2 separate regions of the Mus musculus genome follow, and region 1 is linked to region 2. A link is a contact called in public HiChIP or PLAC-seq data. All regions are on one chromosome and are shown on one strand. Each heading gives the region's core, a stretch centred on a gene start, on an enhancer-like site or on the middle of the called end of the contact. The rest is flanking DNA. Distances are from core to core; before and after follow the strand shown.

What was found. HiChIP or PLAC-seq counts read pairs in DNA pulled down with a chosen protein or histone mark.
Region 1: a contact with region 2 is called in an H3K4me3 HiChIP or PLAC-seq map of bone marrow-derived macrophages, with 5 times the contacts expected there. The contact joins the enhancer-like site here to the promoter of Mrpl28 in region 2. A contact is called at or near these places in 12 of 39 promoter capture datasets (the 3T3-L1 cell line, 3T3-L1-derived adipocytes, the C10 cell line and 8 more), 18 of 484 Hi-C or Micro-C datasets (B cells, CD4 T cells, CD8 T cells and 10 more), 11 of 115 datasets of contacts at active chromatin or transcription factors (the 230-238 cell line, the HPC-7 cell line, the SCID.adh cell line and 4 more) and 4 of 9 other capture datasets (adipose tissue, liver, macrophages and 1 more).

What each region holds. Positions count from the first base shown.
Region 1 is chr17:26,164,221-26,169,636 of GRCm38.p6, reverse strand. The region is part of intron 2 of Axin1 (axin 1); the gene reads right to left. Among named protein-coding and RNA genes, the nearest start is that of Gm46600, 28 kb to the right of the region's middle. Within about 2 kb of position 1,361, at least 95 of the 459 cell types and tissues checked have an H3K27ac peak or open chromatin away from gene starts, as enhancers often do. A contact at or near this core is called in the 230-238 cell line, B cells, CD8 T cells and 9 more, where this site is marked.
Region 2 is chr17:26,121,538-26,126,776 of GRCm38.p6, reverse strand. It overlaps Mrpl28 (mitochondrial ribosomal protein L28), which reads right to left and starts at 3,274. Exons shown (of 5, transcript NM_024227.3): 1 at 2,928-3,274; 2 at 2,069-2,221; 3 at 1,386-1,520; 4 at 1,213-1,299; 5 at 164-506. The coding sequence starts at 3,215. The coding sequence ends at 396. It overlaps Pgap6 (post-glycosylphosphatidylinositol attachment to proteins 6), which reads right to left. Exons shown (of 13, transcript NM_021793.2): 12 at 5,121-5,237; 13 at 3,523-4,839. The coding sequence ends at 4,543.

The DNA of each region.
Region 1 (5,416 bases), core at 112-2,611, 45 kb before region 2:
AAAAAGGGGGGGGGGGTCCCGGCAGCCACGGCTATACACTGATGGCTTTCAATAGCACTACTCACCGCACCTCAAGTTAGTAAATTAGGAAATACCAAAAATGAAGCTATTTGAGAGGTTCGTCTGTTTGGATCTTAGATCCTAGGGTTAGGGCACACTAAGCAGTAAGCCATAGACTGTACTTGACTGTCAGGCACTCTGTACTGTACCCTCAGTGTAAGAGAAGGAATATCCAAATTGTTTCTAAGGGAATAGGCCTCCCTTTGACCATCCATGTACACTAACCCACCTACAAGTATGCAGAAGTGGCAGGAGTATGTGTTATAGGTGTATATCACTATAGTCAGCCCGCTGCACTTCTACAGTCAGCCCTCTGCACTTTTCCAAGTCCTCAAAATAAAAGCTTAGTGGAATCCATGCAAACATGCCCAACTTACTCTTGACAAAAGTACAAAAGCAAACTGATAGAGAAAAGGCAGTCTTTTCAATAAATGGTGCTATGATACCTAGACATGCACAGACCCAAAGAATGAACTTTGATCTACATCTCACACTTCATACCAAGTCAAACTCTGTAGTTCTTGGATGTTTTTAGCCTGAGCTTCAGTTATGCTCCAGCATTCCATTCACTCGGCCTCTGCCCACCTTGCCTCAGCAACATGCCCTGGCACAGTATCCTGAGCACTCAGTGTTTCTTTCCCAGTCCTTGTAACACCAGTATTAGCTGGTATTCAGGCTATTGTGAGAGGTACTCTGGTTACCGATGGCCAACCCAGAGTGGACACTATGCATTTGCACCATGTGTATACCTCGTGCCTACGGAACCAAGAAGAAGATACTGTAGCTCCTAAAACTGAAGTTACAAGGAGTTATGAACTTCCTGATATTAGTGCTGGGAACCAAACCCACATTTGACACAGCTATGGCATCTCAATACCTGATTCACTTGTCTCTCCCAGCTAGAAGCTACTTGGTGACTAATGCTCTTCAGGTTTCCTAGGATAACTTCTAATATGGGTCAATGAAAATACTGATCTTAGGGCTAGGGAGATAGTTCAACTATAAAACAACTACTGTGCAAGCATGAGGACCTGAGTTCATCACACATAAAAAGCCAGGTCTGAATGGGCACCGAGGCACATACTTTAGTCACAGCACTTAGGAGAGAGAGAGAGAGAGAGATAGGAGGATCTTTGTGAGCTCAAGGCCAGCCTAGTCTATCTACATAGTGAGTTCCAGGGCAGGCAGAACTACAAAGAGTCAGTCTCAGTATCTTCCCTCCCCCCTCTCCCCATGTGTGTGTGGAGTGGGTGAGTATGTGTATATTGGTTTGAACAGGAATGGCCTCCATAGTTATGTGTTTGAACGCTTAGCCATAGGGAGTGGCCTTATGAGATGTGACCTTGTTAGAGGAAGTGTGCCACTGTGAAGGCAGGGTTTTGAGGTCTTAAAAGCTCAAGCTCAGCTCAGTATGAAACCCACAATTTCCTCCTTACTGCCTGAGGATGAAGATGTAGAACTCTCAGTTCCTGCTCAAATACCATGCCTGCCTGCATACTACCATCATCTTCTCGACATGATGATATAACAGATTTAAACCTCTGAAACTGCAAGCCAGCCCCAATTAAATATTTTCCTTTATAAGAGTTACCATGGTCATGGTGTCTCTTCACATCAATAAAACCCTAACAGAGTCAGTCTGTCAGTCAGGGTGTCTTTGTCTCTGTCTCTCTCTCTCCCTCTCTCTTGTTTTTTGAGGCAAAATTTCTGTTTCCTCAAACTTATAGATCCATCTGCCCCTGCCTCCCAAGAGCTAAGATTAAAGGTATATACAGTTACCACCCAGTTCTAAGAAAGAAAGAAAGAAAGAAAGAAAGAAAGAAAGAAAGAAAGAAAGAAAGAAAGAAAGAGAGAAAGAGAGAAAGAGGGAAAGGGGGAAAGGGGGAAAGGGGGAAAGGGAAAGGAAAAGGGAAAAGGGAAAAGGGAAAAGGGAAAAGGGAAAAGGGAAAAAAGAGAAAGGGAAAGGGAAAGGGAAAGGGAAAGGGAAGGGAAGGAAAGGAAAGGAAAGGAAAGGAAAGGGAAAAAAGAAAAAGCAGAGCTTACAACCAACCTTTTCAGCATATCCTTTAATGGGCAAGTAGGACTGGGATGTGGCTAAGTGCCAGGGGAAGAGGTGTGTGTGTGTGTGTGTGTGTGTGTACACATATATATGTATACATTATACACACACAGTTTTAAAATTATTTATGCATATGGGTGCTTTGCCTTCGTGTAAGCACATGCATGTCTGTTGTCTGTATAAGTCAGAAAGGGTTATTGATTCCCTAGGACTGGAGTTACAGATAGTTGTGAGTTGAAGCAGGGTCCTCCAGAAGAGTAGCCAATACTCTTTTTAATAGCTGAGCCATCTCTCCAGATCCTTGTTTTGTTTTGTTTTTTTGTTTAGAGATAAGGCTTCAATATACAGCCCAAATTAGCCTTAAACTCATTATTCTTCTGTCTCAGCCTCCTAAGAGGTATGTACTACACCAGGTCCAGCATGAAGCACTGGTTTTTGTTGCTGCTGTTTGTTTTGGTTCATTTGTTCTCTCACTCTCATTCTCTCCCTCTCTCCCTCCCCTCCCCTCCCCTCCTCTCCTGTAATGAGTGATCACTTGATTGCCTCAGTCTCCTGAGAAAGCAACCTAATACCCATAGGTAGAAGCAAGGGCTCTACTGGCTTTAATTTGTTATGACTGATGATGGAATACTTCTGAGAATCAGAGGCCTTGAGCTCTTATGCTGGTAGCCTTGGCCTAAACTCTGCCTACCTTGCTGCCCAAAATGAGCATAAGCTAAGAACCAGCAAATGTATCCTCTCCTAGGGCTTGTCTCTACTGTCCCAGCTCCCTGCCCTGTTACATAGGAACAAATCTGTCTTAAGCCAAGTGGGACATCCTGGGCTGAACAGATGGCTTAGGGCTAGAGGAGAAGGCCTGTCTAACTCTTAGGATCACCCCACCCGAGTCCAGTGTCTTTGGCCACCTAAGTCCTAGAGATGCAATTCAAATGGGATGAGTTTATCCACTAGTCGTTGGCTCTTTATGAGGTCTCTGGAGCTCAGACAGCAGTGGTGAGGACCATGTCTTACAATGTGCAGAAGTCATCCTTGAAGCCAAACAGGGAGCAGGCAAGTAGACTTGACCATACTACTTGCAGGCATTGTCTCCAGAACTGTCCCTGAAGCTCATCATTCCTAGCTGAACCCAGATCTACACTTGACTTTGGTAAGAGACTACCCTCAGCTACATTCCTGCCCTCAACACCAGCCTACATCTAACCCTGAGAACAGCAAACAGCAAATATAAGGTGCACATGCAGGAGTAATGAACACTGTCTTCTAGGCTCAGAACCACTAATCCCATAGAGTCTCAGTCCCCTCCCAAATGCAACGACAGGAGCCCACGTTGCTAACATGCATGTAATGACTCAGACAAGCTGTGGCTCCAGAACAACAAAGAGATAATACTCAGTCTATAGTCCCAAATAGATGAAGGCAACTGACATCAAAGAACAGAAGGCATGATAGCATATCATTAATGTCCTAACACTGTCCACTTGTGAATGACAGCATGCTACCAATGCTCAGATGCATATCCACTCACAGAAAAGAGCATGCTGTTGCCAGGCATGTTGGTGCATGCCTTTAGTCTTTAATCTCAGCATGTGGCAGACAGAAGCTGTCTACAATTAAGTTCCAGGACAGCCAGAACTACAGAGAAACCCCATCCAAAAAAAAGCATGTTTTTGGATATCCTGATGCTGTCCACCCATGGATGACAACTGTTATTTATCCATGTTATAATGCGTACCCACTCATGGAAGGTGGTGATGTCTGGGTTCTGACTGTGTCCATCTCATTAGATCATCATGTGTATCTTTCACTCCACATTCCCTATGCTATACCCTAGTTTCCCAAGATACCTCTTCTTCCAAGAGTTTATCTTCTCACACAAGGCTTCAGAACTACAGAAGAACCAGTGACGATGATACTAGAAGGGCAAGAGGGAACATCTCACTCTAAATTAGCATCTGTATAAAATGTGAAACACTGGCTCACAAACAAGATCTTTCTGGGCATACCTCTACTGTGTAAATATAGCTACTTATAGAACAAGCACCTCTCCTCTGCACCTAAAGGTAAAAGATTATCCTATGAGATGCAATCCACAATACCCACCAGCAGCTGGCAAAATCCCCTCATCTCCTCCATGTAAAATCAGGAATCCAGCCTCCTCCTCCCCTGTGAGGATCACAGTCACCAGCACCTTTCAACAGTACAGTCAACCAGATGTTAGAACCCTTGGGAACAGGTACAAGTGACCTTAGAATCTGAAGTGGCCTGCCATTCATTGTAGACCCACTTTGCAGCTTCTGATGGGCCTGGGACCCACCTAACTGAGTAGGGGTAAAGAGGGTATATGGCTCCCACACTGCAAATGTAGTAGATGGGATGACACCACACTTGCCCTCCAGAGGTAACCGTCAAGAATTCTGACGGAATTTCTTGTTACCACTAAGTCACCATTTTCTCATTGTAAAGCAGGAATGATAATGGTCAGCCAGACATGGTAGCACAGGCCTTTAATCCTAGCACTTGGGAGGCAGGGGCATGATGATCGCTGTGAGCCCGAGGCCAGCATGATCTTCACAGTGATTTCTAGGCCAGCTAGAGTTACATGGAAAGACCCCATCTAAAATTTAAAAAGAAAGGGAGGAAGGGAGGGACAACAGATTCTTTGCAGGACGTCTGAGCTCTTAGTGACCAGTACTCAATGCTTGGAAAGGGCTCAGCATACAATGCAGAAGAACCTCAACATAGACTATACTGTCTTTGGTCTTGCATCCCTCACATGAGTTAGAAGAACAAAAGGGGGCTGGAGAGATGGCTCAGCGGTTAAGAGCACTGACTGCTCTTCTGAAGGTTCTGAGTTCAAATCCCAGCAACCACATGGTGGCTTACAACCATCCTTAATGACATCTGACTCCCTCTCCCAGTGTGTCTGAAGACAGCTACAGTGTACTTACATATAAAATAAACAATAAATAAATCTTTAAAAAAAAAAAAAAAAAAAAAAGAACAAAAGGGTGATGATGGCTATAGGCCACAGCCAAATAACATCAATGTGCAACCAATTCAAGATTCTGAAGTCAAAACAACAGATCCACAGGATCCAAGCACTGGTGACTCTACCATGGCTCTACAGAATTAGAAAGTGTCTGACATCGTGTCCTCTCCAGCCCAATTTCTACACATTCCAGTGTTATTCCAATCAGCAAATGTTTAAAGTAACTACTAAAGGATAAGCAAGGCAGCTTAGATGGTCAAAGTGCCTAATGCCAAATCTGACCACCTGAGTTCAATCAGTGGACACAC
Region 2 (5,239 bases), core at 2,025-4,524:
CCATGGTGGCGCACACCTTGAAACCTAGCACTTGGGAGGCAGAGGCAGGTGGATTTCTGAGTTCGAGGCCAGCCTGGTCTACAAAGTGAGTTCCAGGACAGCCAGGACTACCCTGTCTCAGGATGGGGAAAAAAAAAAAAAAAGAACTCACAGGACTCCAGACTTCCAAGCAAACCAACACACTTTACTGTGGCGCAGGCTGCCTCAGACTGTTACTTATTTCAGCCCAAGAACTAGAAGGACTTGACCAGCTTGGACAGGCATCTGCTCCGCTCCAGGCTTCCACGAGTCCTGGCACAGAAGGGTTCTCTGAAAAGTCTACCACAGGAACTGTGTGCTCGGCACATGCCAAGTGGGGTTCGCCCACTGCCCACAGGGGAGGCTGAGCCCAGTGCTCAGGCGTGGTCACCGGCTCTCTTCTGCACCACTGCGGGCCTGGACAGAACCTGCTCCTGAAGCCGCTGGACCAGCTCCTCTACGTAGACCTTGAACAGGGGTACAGGGTCCTGAAGGGGAGAGGGCATGGTAAGGCTCAACGTAGCCCAGGGATGGCGCCCTAAGGAGGGTGACAGCCAGCTGCTTCTGGCTGACCATGGGGAGAAGCAGGGTGTAGAAGGACTGGGGATGTTGCTGCTTGTCATCCTGGAGGGCATTTGACCGCCAAAAGAGGACTGCTTTCCCTTGGTCACACAAACTCACATGCCTACCCTTGGCTTCCCTGTAACTGCTGGCCGCCACAGGCTCTTGACTATTCTGGGAAACAGACACAAATGGAACATCCTAGGGGCTGCCAAGGGATTAAGAAAACACCTAGTGCCGGGCGGTGGTAGCGCACGCCTTTAATGCCAGCACTTGGGAGGCAGAGGCAGGCAGATTTCTGAGTTTGAGGCCAGCCTGGTCTACAGAGTGAGTTCCAGGACAGCCAGGGCTACACAGAGAAACCCTGTCTCGAAAAACCAAAAAAGAAAGGAAGAAAGAAAGAGAGAGAGAGAAAGAGAGAAAGAAAGAAAACGCCTAGTGCCAAAGATCCCCGAGCATTCAGAGAAAGAGAGGGAAGGGCTTCACGAGACGAAGCATGCCATGCAATTTCAAAATGGAAGGAACCAAACGTATGGCAGCATTTCGGTGTGGCAGACCCTAAAAGCTAGCCTTCCCGCCCCCCCCATCACTCAACCTCAGTGGCCTGAGATCTGCCGGTACACAGGTACTCACCTTTTCCTCCAGAAGCCTCTGTTTCTCCAGGGCCTCCTCCAGCGTCAGGCCAACCCACTCGGCCTCTGCCTCGGGGATGACAAAGCTCTGAATAAGCAGGAGAGGAGGCTGGCATGAGGTGTGGGGGCTGGGCCAGGAGCCTCGGGCAGCAAGCAGGATGGGGAAACTCTCACCCTGTACTTGTCATAGATGGCTGCTCTCCGCTCAGGGTTCTCAGGGTGGAGATGGGGGTCCTGGCGAGCAAGCCTCAGCAGCATCCCTCGCTTCAGGTCCATGCCAAACTTGGAGCCCAGGTCCTCCTTAGGGGTCTGGCAGAAGGTTCACATAGGGTCGGGTGCTACAGCAGGCTCACCACCCCACCCCCCCACCCTGTCAGCTGACCCTATGGGTTCTTCTTCAGCTGCTGGCAGCCCTAAGCTAGACCACAGCAGAACAGGCATTGGGATCAGCGCTAGCATCCAAGCCTATATGGGTCAGGCCCAAGGCATGCATGGTGGCGCACACCTTTAATCCCAGCACTCGGGAGGCAGAGGCAGGCAGATTTCTGAGTTCGAGGCCAGCCTGGTCTAGAGTGAGTTCCAGGACAGCCAGGGCTATACAGAGAAACCCTGTCTCGAAAAAAAAAAAAAGAAAGAAAGAAAGAAAAAGAAATGGCTACAACCATTGGACAAGTCAGCGACTCACAGGGAGTGGCCTCAGCAAGACAGAAAGCTTCAGGGGCTGCACCAACAGGGACTCAGTCCTACTTGTAATGGCTACCCTGGGGTGCCCCACACTCCCTGCCCATGCCCATGCAGTGCACTCGGCACTTCCCACGAGTCTGACAAGACCTTGGAGTGCACTAACCCCTGCTTGCCTTGAGAATATAGAAGTCAAATCCATAGGCCTCATCGATGAGATCCAGGGTCCTCATGGTCACAGTCACGGTGAACTTCTTGTCCAGGATTTCACTGTAAAGCTCCCGAGTGAACAGCTGTGGCTTCCACACCTTCTTCACCCTCTTGGAGAGCTAAGGGTGCAAGAGAAACCTCCCGTTTTCCTATAGACCAAGTGGGCCCCAAAGCACCCTTCTGGAACCTGGGCTACTGTGAGCCAGGCCCTCTCCCTTCCTCAGACGCTCCTCAGGACCACTGATGCAGGTCAGGGCCCCTGAGCTGGCTCTGGACACCCACCCACCTAGATGTCTGCTTCACTCAGGCTAGCCCTAATGCTACTGGTATATGTTCCAGATTCTCACACAGCTGAAACCCAGTAGCCACAGGCAAGTGAATGACACCCTGGAAGGCCTGAAACATACTCTCTCCTCCCACAGGGCTTGCCTAGGAGCAGAGTATCACCAGAAGAGATAGACTCCAGGCAGTCATCTCGGTCTTTTTGATTTTTATGTACTAGGAGCAAAGTTATTCCGTCCTAAAAATGAGGGAAATGCGCATAGAAACTAGCAGGTGACAAGCAGATTTCACTTCTCCCTCCTCTTCGGCACAAGCTTCGAATCTATCCTTCCTCCTTCCTTTTCTCCACCACTGTCCCCACTCTGTCCTTACTTTTGATACTATCTGATCCAGGACCACCCCACTTCAGGACTAGACTTTGCTATCGGAGTTAGCTTGCTCCGTAAACAAAACGCTTGTGTTAGTCTGGTTGACCGTTTGTGGCGCCCAGAGCAGCGCCTGCTCAGCAAAGCATGCAGAACAGCCGAGATGGTCCGCACCCACCTTGTCGTTGTTGGCGTATCTGTAGCCTAAAATCAAGCCCTCTCCACCCCACAGTCCCTGCTGGGACTCTGGAGGGTAGTGAACTGGAATGGGTACGTCCTCAACGCGCTCGCGCTGCCCATTCTTGGGGTTGATCTTGAACTTGGTCCCGTGAGGTTTGTAGTGTACCGGGGTCGGCGTCCGTTCTTCTTCCAGTGAGCGCAAGAAGTGGGCGGGCAAGCGCGCACAGATGCCCTGCCGCAGCCGCAGCTTCTGCCACAGGTGCACAGGATACCTGTGCAGCGGCATCGCGCGACCCTCTACTTCTAGGAGAGCGCGCCCGCGCCTCCCGGAACCGGAATAGCGTCACCGAACGTGCGCCTTCGCTCGCTGCCAATTGGCAGCAACGCCCGTCCATCTAAACTAATCCCTTTCCCTCCGCCTCCTTTAGGGACCATGAAAAATTATCTACTGCGAATGGGTTCAAGGCACCGTCTGCCAAGTGCAGCCCAGGAGTTCCCCAGCAGCTTTGGCAAGCCTGTTGGGAAAGGCTACCCTGAGCTCAACCTCCCTTTCCCTCCAGGGACGCAAGGAAAAAAAAAAAAAAGACCACTCATTTGATTTGAAAAATTATTGTAGAATATTAAATTCACCAATTACATAAAAATATGCCTTCATATCTTAGAACAGTAACATTTTACCACCTGCCCCCCACCCCCAACAGAATATACACATTTCCCCTTTCAGGGGCTAAAGTGTGCTTTGGTGCCAAATAAAGGATGTTAGTAGCTTGGGAAGGAGCCCAGAAGCCCACACCTGCAATCCCAGTACTCAGAGCAGATGAGCCTCACAGTGGGAACCAAATGGCCTGGGCACACAGCACTACCAGCTCAGTGACCCCAGGAGACCAGAAAGATTGGGCTGGGGATCCAGAACCCACTCCTTAATCCTCAGTTGATCCAGTAGGGGTCAGCCTCATCCAAGTGTCTAGGGCCAGCACAGGAGAATGCTCACCAGACTGGGGCCTTGGACCCCTTAAGAGAGAAGGGAACACTAGCGAGCATTGTGTGCCTTCTGGAGCCAGACCTCATACAGCTGAGCAGCCTGCTACCTCAGGCTCTCCCGAAGGCCTCCTGCTCCAACAGACAATGAGGGAGGGACAGCACACAGCACTCCAGGTCTTAATCAGCTCTCTGATGACCCTGGACTCTACCATAGCAACTGCAGCAGGAGGGTATCCCCATGCCAAGGCAGGATGGCATTAAGGGTACAGGATGTCAGAGACAGTGAGTGACCTCTGTGCACTCAGACTTCCTTGCTTGTGGGTCTCATATCACGGCTTTCCAAAGGAAGGGGACCACAGGAATCCCTTATCTGTATCCCCATCCATAACAGCGTGATCAGCCCACACGTGGCACCTGTGGGCTCCAGGTGGAAACAGCTGTGACCTTCAGAGGAATTGGCAGCAGCCATAAAGATTTTTTGGGGTGGAGGGGGTCTTCTCTGGAGAAAGAAGCCAAGCGTCTCAGGACAATTTTATTCAGATGGAAACCTGGTTGGGGCTAGACAAGCACCTCTCTCGCTTGTCCTAGCTGAAGAGGTCATTAGAGTTTCAGGTGTCCATGAACCAGCCTTATCAGGTCACTGTGTACAACTCATCCCGATCATTCCTGCAGATCTGGTAGTGACAAGGGAACTTCTGCAAACAGGCCCAGGACCCAGCTTTTTCCTCTCGTGGTGGCAGAAGAAATGCTGCACTACCAGCCAGTAGGATGTGCCAAATGCTGTGGGTGTAGTAGTAATTGTCACTGGTCATCATTGAAGTATACATGGCGATGCCAACGGAAGCCATGGAGATGCCAGGCAGGAGGTAGAAGACCCAGCGCTGCCAGGAGGTTGGGTAGCACTGTCCCCGGTGCCCACAGCGGTATATCTAGAGTGGATAGCCACATGGGAGTTGGTTGGTTGGTGCAGACCCAGAGCCAAGAGGTATGGGGTCTATCTAGATCTGGGCAGGAGAAGTGCATATGGCCTCATGCCTAGTGGTTATCGGCACAAGACCTAAGGCACATAGCCAGACTGGGGCTCTATGGGTAGCTGCTACCGACTCTAAACAGATGTGGAGTTTTGGAGCCCTCCCAGCATAACTGGAATTAAGGGCCTGGCTCTCTTCTCCATGAGTCTGAACAGGAGACTATATGCCCTGTTCCTTACCCACATGGAGGCCATGATCACAAAAGCAAAGACGCAAGGTCCCATCAAGTTCCAGATGCCCCTGCGATCCATCTGCAAGGACATGGCGATGACGAGTGTGCCGAGGACAAGTAGTACCT